Regions from separate parts of the Zea mays genome. Here all the other regions are linked to region 3. The links are chromatin contacts, called in public Hi-C maps. All regions are on one chromosome and are shown on one strand. Each heading gives the region's core, a stretch centred on a gene start, on an enhancer-like site or on the middle of the called end of the contact. The rest is flanking DNA. Distances are from core to core; before and after follow the strand shown.

The links. Hi-C and Micro-C count contacts between places; a contact is called where the count stands out from the background.
Region 1: a contact with region 3 is called in a Hi-C map of tassel, with 4 times the contacts expected there. The contact joins the promoter of LOC100384463 here to the promoter of LOC100286236 in region 3. A contact is called at or near these places in 3 of 25 Hi-C or Micro-C datasets (bundle sheath, ear and tassel).
Region 2: a Hi-C map of leaf shows a contact between it and region 3, with 7 times the contacts expected there. The contact joins the promoter of LOC100285931 here to the promoter of LOC100286236 in region 3. A contact is called at or near these places in 5 of 25 Hi-C or Micro-C datasets (bundle sheath, ear, endosperm and 2 more).

Annotation. Positions count from the first base shown.
Region 1 is chr1:50,927,968-50,931,009 of Zm-B73-REFERENCE-NAM-5.0, forward strand. LOC100384463 reads right to left here and starts at 1,378. Exons shown (of 8, transcript NM_001176995.1): 1 at 763-1,378; 2 at 543-625. The coding sequence starts at 1,223.
Region 2 is chr1:50,954,570-50,957,442 of Zm-B73-REFERENCE-NAM-5.0, forward strand. It overlaps LOC100285931 (Nuclear poly(A) polymerase 3), which reads right to left and starts at 1,529. Exons shown (of 10, transcript NM_001158820.2): 1 at 991-1,529; 2 at 810-887; 3 at 620-718. The coding sequence starts at 1,224.
Region 3 is chr1:51,183,567-51,186,509 of Zm-B73-REFERENCE-NAM-5.0, forward strand. LOC100286236 reads left to right here and starts at 1,440. Exons shown (of 3, transcript NM_001159124.2): 1 at 1,440-1,824; 2 at 1,902-2,044; 3 at 2,155-2,593. The coding sequence starts at 1,491. The coding sequence ends at 2,343. LOC100191798 reads left to right here. Exons shown (of 7, transcript NM_001137223.1): 7 at 1-50.

The sequences.
Region 1 (3,042 bases), core at 128-2,627, 260 kb before region 3:
TCCCGCCCGTCCCGTCCCGGCCCGGCACACATTTCACTGAACCCGCTTCTTAGGGTATATTTGTTTACCCCAATGAATTATATAATCTGGATTATTTTTGTAGGATTATATAATCTGGATTATATAATTTGGATTATATAATCTGAGTAGTCATGTTTGTTTACTCAGATTATTTGGCGTGTTTCTGTTGGGCGGCGGGCTTCTCCGATCCGATAGACGCAAAAACGATTCGGTAGATTATAATGGCAATGGTGGGTAATTACTAGGAAACTTGAAAAGGTAGTGAGAAAGTGGAAAAAAATAATCTGAAATAAGTATCTCCTCACTTGCTTATGGATTATCATAATCCGAGGGGTTAGATTATATAATCTGGGCAAATAAGCTAGACTGTTTGTTTGCCTCTTAGGATTATTTAATCTAGATTATATAATCTGGGGGTAAACAAAAAGGCCCTTAAGCTGCTTTATAATAAATATTAAATACTATTCAGAGAGGATTATTAGATACAGGAATCAGGATTGGTTGACGGCGGGGTTAATTACCTTGGCGCCCCTTGCGCTTCTGGCCTTCCTTACGGCACGTGTTGTCCCACAGGTGCGCCTCGTACCGCCCCGTCCACCTGTGCCTGACCCACACGTGTGGAGCAGTGTTAATCACGTGACAGCCGTTAATTACACTTCCTAACCACGCTTACTCTAACTAAGAACATCTACTAGCTAGTCCACCTGCTACCGATGCGCTCATGCGCACGCATGCTGGTACCTGGTCACCCCGCGGTAGATGGAGGTCCTCTGGGACTGGGAGGTGGTTTGCACGAGCGGCAGCGCCGGGGACGGTGGTGGTGAGGGCGCAGGGTCGCGTGCGCGCGAGAAGGTGTTGCGGTCCGCAGCGACGGCAGTCGTCACCTCCCACGAAACCTGCCCAGGCGCAGGCTGGCCCAAGAGCGAGAAGGATCCGGCGGTTGTGACCTCACACGCTAGGGCTCCGAGACCCTGGTCGGAGCTACTGCCGCCGCAGCAGTTCGCCCCGGGGCACGAGGGCAGCAGGAGGAGGGTCTGGTCGGTACCAGCCTCGCCAAGGAGAGCGGCGTCGGCGGAGGCGAGGAAGTCCTCATCCGTGAAGCCGTCGAAGGGGAGGAGCGGCGGGTTCGTCAGGGCGCCCGCCCCCAGCATCATGGACGGCGCGTAGGCGAGCGAGATGGCGCCGTTCGTCGGTGGCGACATCCACGATCGGCCGCAGACTCTTCCTCGTCCTGGGTTTCTGGTGGGTGTTTTTCTCCTTCGGGCTTCGGCGGATAAGAAGAGAAGAGAAACAAACACGAGGAGCCGGGGGAAGAGGGCGGCGCGGCGCGGCGCGCGCGGAAGAAGCGGCGGAGAGGCGGGGGAAAGGAGGTGGAGGGGAGGACGGAGGACCGGATACTTATAGGCGTGGGATGAAAATGATGGGGCAGGAGGTCAGGCGCTTCGGGCGCGCTTCTTCTCCGGTCTTCATGTCTGCCGTCTGCGGAAGCGGAACGCCGGAATCAGACAAAAATTATCGAAGCTGTGCCTGGGGGTGGTCTCCGCCAGCGCTGGGGCCGGGTCTTCCGCACTGCTGTGCTGTGCTGTTTTGGCTGCGGCTTCGCAATGCGGCGAACAGCTACGGCGGTTTCGGTTTAAAAAAGATGGTCAGACTCAGAAGGTAGGCGCGCGTGTGTCACAGACTCACAATTCAAAATCGAAGGAAGCTGTTGCGAAAAATTTTAGGGGCTGTTTGGTTCGTGGCTAAACCTGCCACACTTTGCCTAAGGTTAGTCATTCGAATTGAATAACTAACTTTAGGCAAAAAAGTTAGGCAAAGTGTGGCAAATTAGTCATCAAACCAAACAGGCCCTTAGTCTCGCAAAACATGGAGTACTCAATGTACACCAGAGCCATATTCGTTTTGCTTTATTGGTTAAGTACTTTTTTTCTATATTTCAGGTGTCTATTTTTTTAGATGCAAACATTATTCTCGTTGGTTAAGTCTAACGTTCTTCTTGGTCAGACCTTTTAGCAAAGCACGTGAGAGAATATCTAGCTTGGTTCTAATCTCTTTGTCCTAGATTGTAAGATATCTAGATTTTTAGACCGTCAAAACATATCAAATTTAACAAAACAATAAGTATTATTATATTATTTATTAGCTACATTTTTAGTAACTTGTTTTATTTATAGATCTTTATGTTTTTATAATTTTAGTCAAATTCAAGATGCTTTGACTTTTAACAAATTGAAATACCTTTTTATTTTCGAATGGAGGGGGTCAGTTAATTAGAACGGAGTAAGTTAGCTGACATCAAACATACAGCTAAGACCCGATGGCTTTTTGCGTACTATACATATTAACTCACTGCAGCTTCCTACCAGTAAAGGTTATTGCATTATTATAGGATATTTATCCCTACAGCTGTTATTTATCACCACGGTCATCCAAGAATATTGGACATGACCCATGAATATTAGCCAGTAGCGAACTAGACTCCGGCTTCTCCTCTATAGTGTTTAGTGTTTACGGTACTCACATGGAGAAAGACGACAACCACGCTTGTTGATTCGGGTGTGGATGCAACGTAGTGTCTTTGAGCTGGCACTCGGATAGTGTCACGTAGATGTGGATGTCATATTTCACCGGCGTGTGACTCATGGGATTGAAACATGTGTTTTTATATTATTTTTTTCTTTTGCAATTAGAAGTCTAAAACTAATATTTAGTATAAGTCTGATGGTGTCCACGAAAGAGTAATGCTTCTACATGTTGGTGCTACATATTAAAGCCAGTTGTTCGGACTCCTGCAACTAGAGTTAACAATAAACTCTAAATTTTAGACTATAAGATTTAAGAATCGGATCGGCTTAAAATCGAGTCATATTTTTATTCATTTTTAAAGTAAGTTTTATTTAAGGTCCTAACATTTTTCGAAGAAATATTTGAATTATAATCCATTATCATCCCTACCTGCAGATGTGATCTATAGAAACACAACACTATGTAAATAGTAAAAACCGTTATAAATTAAAGTCA
Region 2 (2,873 bases), core at 279-2,778, 230 kb before region 3:
GTAGATGGACAAAATAGTGATTCTTTCTGACTGGAGAGAACCTCCCTCATATGAGCAGTAACTCTCTTCTTAAAGTTATGACCACATGTTTTGATTAACCTACCACCCGTTAAACTTACATTGACGTACAGGAGCAATACAATCAGACAAATCATTCCAACAGAAACATTAACTCAGCGAGCTCAGGAAACAAATGACTAAAAGATTGAGCAGCTATACGTTGCTCATATTGCTTTGTTGAAACACTATCGAAGTCATCATAATTGGCAGATTCGTCAAAACAAGAGACACTGTTTACTAAACAGACCATGTTACATATGCAACTGCAACACAACACATACTTGCACTAGAATGAATAATGTAACAAATAACAGTACTGCATGGCTAGCTGATAAACGTAATGCCTCGCCAGAAAAATATCCAGGCAATTAAAGACGAGGTGATATAAATTTCGGCAACAATTAATTTGTTTAAAGAGAACACAACATATAGAAAATGAAGTAAAAGCAACACAGACACTACAGACCATTCTAAATCAATTTCATGAACAACTAAACTGGGTGTTACATCACCATAAAGGTTTCTAAGAAATTGTGGACAAATTTGGCATCCTCCTTACCCCCAGGGCATAGGAACCGAAGGTCAACACCGTGGCTGAAGCGATCCAGTGCCAGTTGCCCTGCTCGTAGGCCACCCTCTTTGCCCAATCCATTACTATCTGCAACAAAGTCGCCACCAGATCAGATCATCAATTTGGACCGGCACCGCAAGCAGAAACCTTTTAAATACGAAACCCTAACCCCCATTACCTTGCCGAGCTCGCGTACTACCCGCTCCCTCCTCCGCTCGTCCTCTAGCGAAGGCACAATCCCCGCGTCGGAAATGAACTAGACCACGTGAAACGTCAGTTCCAAAAATCAACCACGGAGTCAGACGAAATTACACCATAAGGGACAACCGTGTGTGCGAGCTTTAAGCTCCGGAGCTCACCTTGAGGAGGGAGCGGCTCCGACACTCGTCCATGTAAATGATGACCTCACGCGGGAGCGCCATGTGCATCGGGTGCGGCAGGAGCGTCCCGGGGGGTGGGGGCCCCGGGAGGTACATCCCCGTCGTCGGTGGGATCGGCGGTGGAGGCGGCGGGCCCATGAGCAGCACTGGCGCTAGGGTTTGGGTCTCAGCCCTGCGGGCCGCCGAGCCCCTGATGGCGTGGTCCAGTACCATTGCTTCAGGAGCGGGGGGCTGGCGAGGGAAAGGCGGCGGCGGTCGGCGGCGAACCGCCCGCGATTCGCCGCCGCGTTGTTGAGTGGGTGGCGGACGCGGAGGCGACGACGTGAGCAGAGCTTCACGCTTTGAAATTGCTCGGACTTGAGACAGATTTGGGGTTTTAGTTACAAGGGTAATGGACCAGCAGGACCCGAACGGAACGGAGGCTGGAACGGGATCAAAGTCGCGAGCTGGCGCGGTGGAACATTGGGAATTTGGGAGTGTCTCAGGATGCAGGCTGGCGAGCAACGAAAGAGGATTATGGGTGCTGATTTGGTCTCTAGAATTTTATATACGGTTGTTTGCTCTCTTCAGAGCTGTCGGTATTGTTTGCTCTCTTCAGAGCTGTCGGTACTTGATAGATTAAGAATATTGTATTGTTGTGGCCTTCTACAAGTTCCCTTTCCTAATTCCAAAGCTTTATGCTGTTGTTAGTTCCTTTTATGGGACCACTTTTGGTCGCCGAAATCCTCTTTATTTAGTGCATATAAACAAAAGTAAAAGAGACATCATGACAATTTAAAATCAAATCTATATCAAAACAAACATGCAGAAATAATAAAAAATTTGACAGTAGCATCACGTGTCATATTATCTATAAAAAACTGCATAGCGAAAGGAATTATTCCACACCAACCAATGTGGAATGGCTTGATGGTGGACAATAAAAATTACTAGTAGTTGGTGTCTATAGACTCATCTCCCTCCTTAACACGAGTGTCAAAGTTCTAACAAAAATCTTAGTCAATCGCTTGCAGCTGGTGATCACAAAGCTCGTCCATCAAAATCAATATGGTTTTATCAAGGATAGATCGATCCAGGATTGCTTAGCTTGGGTTTTTGAATATATTTCCCTTTGTCACAAATCCAGAAAAGAAATGGTCATTTTAAAGCTTGATTTTGAGAAGACATTTAATAAAATGGAGCATGCTGCTCTCTTGGAGATCCTGAGGCACAAGGGGTTCAGTAATAAATGGATCCACTGGATCTCTATGATTCTTGGCTCTGGATCTTCTGAAGTTCTTTTGAATGGAGTCCCTAGGAAAAGATTTCACTGTCGACGCGGAGTCAGACAAGGCGACCCTCTGTCCCCGCTTCTTTTTGTTCTTGCTGCTGACCTTTTGCAGTCTATTGTCAACAAGGCATGCGAAGGTGGCTGAAAGTCGCCTAGAGGGGGGTGAATAGGACGAATCTGAAATTTATAAACTTAAGCACAACTACAAGTCGGGTTAGCATTAGAAATATAAACGAGTTCGAGAGAGAGGGCGCAAAACAAATCGTGAGCGAATAAAGAGCGAGACACGATAATTTGTTTTACCGAGGTTCGGTTCTTGCAAACCTACTCCCCGTTGAGGTGGTCACAAAGACCGGGTCTCTTTCAACCCTTTCCCTCTCTCAAACGGTCCCACGGACCGAGTGAGCTTCTCTTCTCAATCAAACGGAACACTAAGTTCCCGCAAGGACCACCACACAATTGGTGTCTCTTGCCTCGGTTACAATTGAGTTGATCGCAAGAAGAATGAGAAAGAAAAGAAGCAATCCAAGCGCAAGAGCTCAAATGAACACAACAAATCACTCTCTCTAATCACTAAAGCTTTGTGTGGAGT
Region 3 (2,943 bases), core at 190-2,689:
ACGTTTATGTTTTGTGTTTCTATGTGGTTAATTGGTTACCCTTTGGAATGAAAATCCACTGAATTTGGTTTATTAGCTTACCTGGGGCTAAGCCTACGTCCTGTTGCAGGAGGAAGTTGTTAATGAAGAAAAGAAAACAGAGCCCCCCCCCCCCCCCCCCCCCCCCCCCCCCCCCTCTCTCTCTCTCTGTTTTTTATGTATAGTTTCTGTGAGATACGCCAAGGATAAGGTGATATAGCTGGCTTAGGAATAAAGAAATTGTATTGCGTTTATCTATTGTGTACGAAAGCAAAAACTTTTATCGTGGCTGCGGCGTTTTCTAATACCTAAAAAAAATCATTGATGTATTTTATTATTTACTTTATTGTGCGGTTCTGTTATCTACTCCACGGCCGGTTGTTTTTTCACTGATTTCCTTTGCTTTATTTGTTGTATTGTGCGGTTATGCAGTAACCTTTATTCTATGTTTTTTCTCCAAAAAATGTCATTAAAACATGTTGCAACAAAATACTATAACAAAATTTCCGTCTGTCAATTATATATTTTGCACTCATACAGAGGATTTTGCAACTCTTAACGTTCTTAAATGTAAAAACTCATAGCAATAAAATTATAGTTCTACATTTTCTATTTAGTTTGGATATAGGGAAAGCCCTTTTTGATGAAGATAGAGATATTGGCCTTCAAATAGTGTATCTAGAAAATTCTAGATCACAAATATATTTATTTTCAATGCAGATTACATTTTGATAATGATGTTTTCTACAAACCTTGTTATTGAAAAGCATTGAATTGGACAAAAACTAATCTAACAAAAAACATAATGAAAAAGGACACAACCTAGACCAACAATAAGATACGACCATAGGCACAAACTTAACAAAGCGAATTAAAAATGAAATTACAAGACATAAAGGGGTTATATGACAGGAGATAGGAGATATATGTCGGTGTTTTTTTGGCCTTTTGCGGACTCTAAAAAAATAGATCCAATCTAAAAGAAATAACAAAAGTATACTTAACACTAGCTCACGATATGATACCACTTGAAATAGACACAATCTAATATTCCAAGAGATACAATAATTTCGATGGGTGGAGAATTTGAGGTTCACGATCTAGACTTCGAATCAAGTCTGTTTCAAACCCTCACAATTGTTACACTATTGCTTTATTGGTTATCAACCAGCAACCACACACAATACAATTAACCTCAGCGAGAAGGCTTTTCCACAAGTAAATAAAAAATACAAGCAAGAATGCGATAAATGCAATCTAAAATGGCAAATATAAATAATGTGTTTCAATACATTAAGAGATTCAAGACTTGTTTCGAAAGGAGCAGTTGCCACAAGCGAATAAGATCAAGATCAGGCGAACTTGGTGATTTATGTGGAGCAAACAATGTATATTTCACGAGAAAAACAAGAACACACCTTGACGGCAGCAAAAGCACAAACGCGCACGCTCATACGCAAACCACACAACCCATGGAAGCGTCCCTTGCCGCCGCCGCCGTCGGCTTGTTCCCTCCACCGCGAATCCGCATCCGAATCACCAAATCGAGTCCCCTCCCACGCCATCGGTGCCTCCAATCCGGACCCTCCAAGATCTGGACCTCCGGTTCGCGGGCATGCCTGGTCGCGGCCTCCGCGTCCACACCGCCGGCGCCGGGAGGCGGCCTCTACTCGGCGGCGACGTACGAGCTGACCCCGGAAAACGTCGACCGCGTCCTGGACGACGTCCGGCCGTACCTCATCTCTGACGGGGGCAACGTCACCGTCGTTGCCGTCGAGGACGGTGTCATCTCCCTCAAGCTCGAAGGTAAATAAGCCTTTTGGATTTCGATCGGTAGGAGCGAAATCTTGCACTAGTCCATTTCCATGGTTTGCAACTTGTAGGAGCTTGCGGCAGCTGCCCCAGCTCGACGACGACGATGAATATGGGCATCGAGCGTGTGCTCAAGGAGAAGTTCGGCGACGCTTTCAAGGAAATCCGTCAGGTGTTCGACGGGGACCAGCCGGCGGCGGAGACAACGGCCGAGGTCAGTGAACGGACTCCACCACCGTAGACATAGCACCGTCGCAGTACACTGGTGGTAGTCTAAGCAATACTATCACTGATTGGCAAGCGGATCCTTTTGTGCTGCTGCAGGCGGTGAACCGGCACCTGGACATACTGCGGCCAGCGATCGCGAACTACGGCGGGAGCGTGGATGTGTTGGCCGTCGATGGCGAGGACTGCCTGGTGAGGTACGACGGGCCGGAATCCATCGGCAGCGGTATCAAGGCGGCCATCAAGGAGAAATTCCCGGACATCACCAGTGTGGTGTTTACCCTGTAAAACACCGACTGGGGCTATGCATATTCGGGGCAGTCCACAGCAAATGAACATGCTGATCGAACTTCATACTTGTAATTTGCAAAGATTTTTGTGTTGTGGGCGGGCGTCTCATCCTTGCATTTGCGATGGTGCGGTAATTGCACATCTACTCAGTGCGGATGTTTCCCTTCCCGTCACCTGAATTCAGTTGATTAGGAATTTCGTTTCATCTCGATCTGGCAATGATATTGTGCAGTTGAGGTCGTGTAATAATAATCTCTACTCTCAAGAGTTTCTTTCGACCTGATATTTCCAAAATTCTCTTCCATGTTCAAGTTGTATATCTAGGAGGACTCGGAAGAGACAATTTGTTCATGTTCGAGGAGAATACCTGAACTTCGACGTTTTGTACGAAAAAGTGTCTTTTTTCCTTATTATGACAAACATGTACAGCACAGCCGCACAGGCAGGCATTTTGTATTGAACTCGTAGTTGGGCCGTTTGTAGGGATATCCAGTCGAGAGGAGCCAACTAATCTGGGCTTCGTCTGACGGACGACCCATTTCGTCCAGGCCATTGCTTCCACCTTCCAGTACCATTCACTGTCACTAGTGCGGAAGG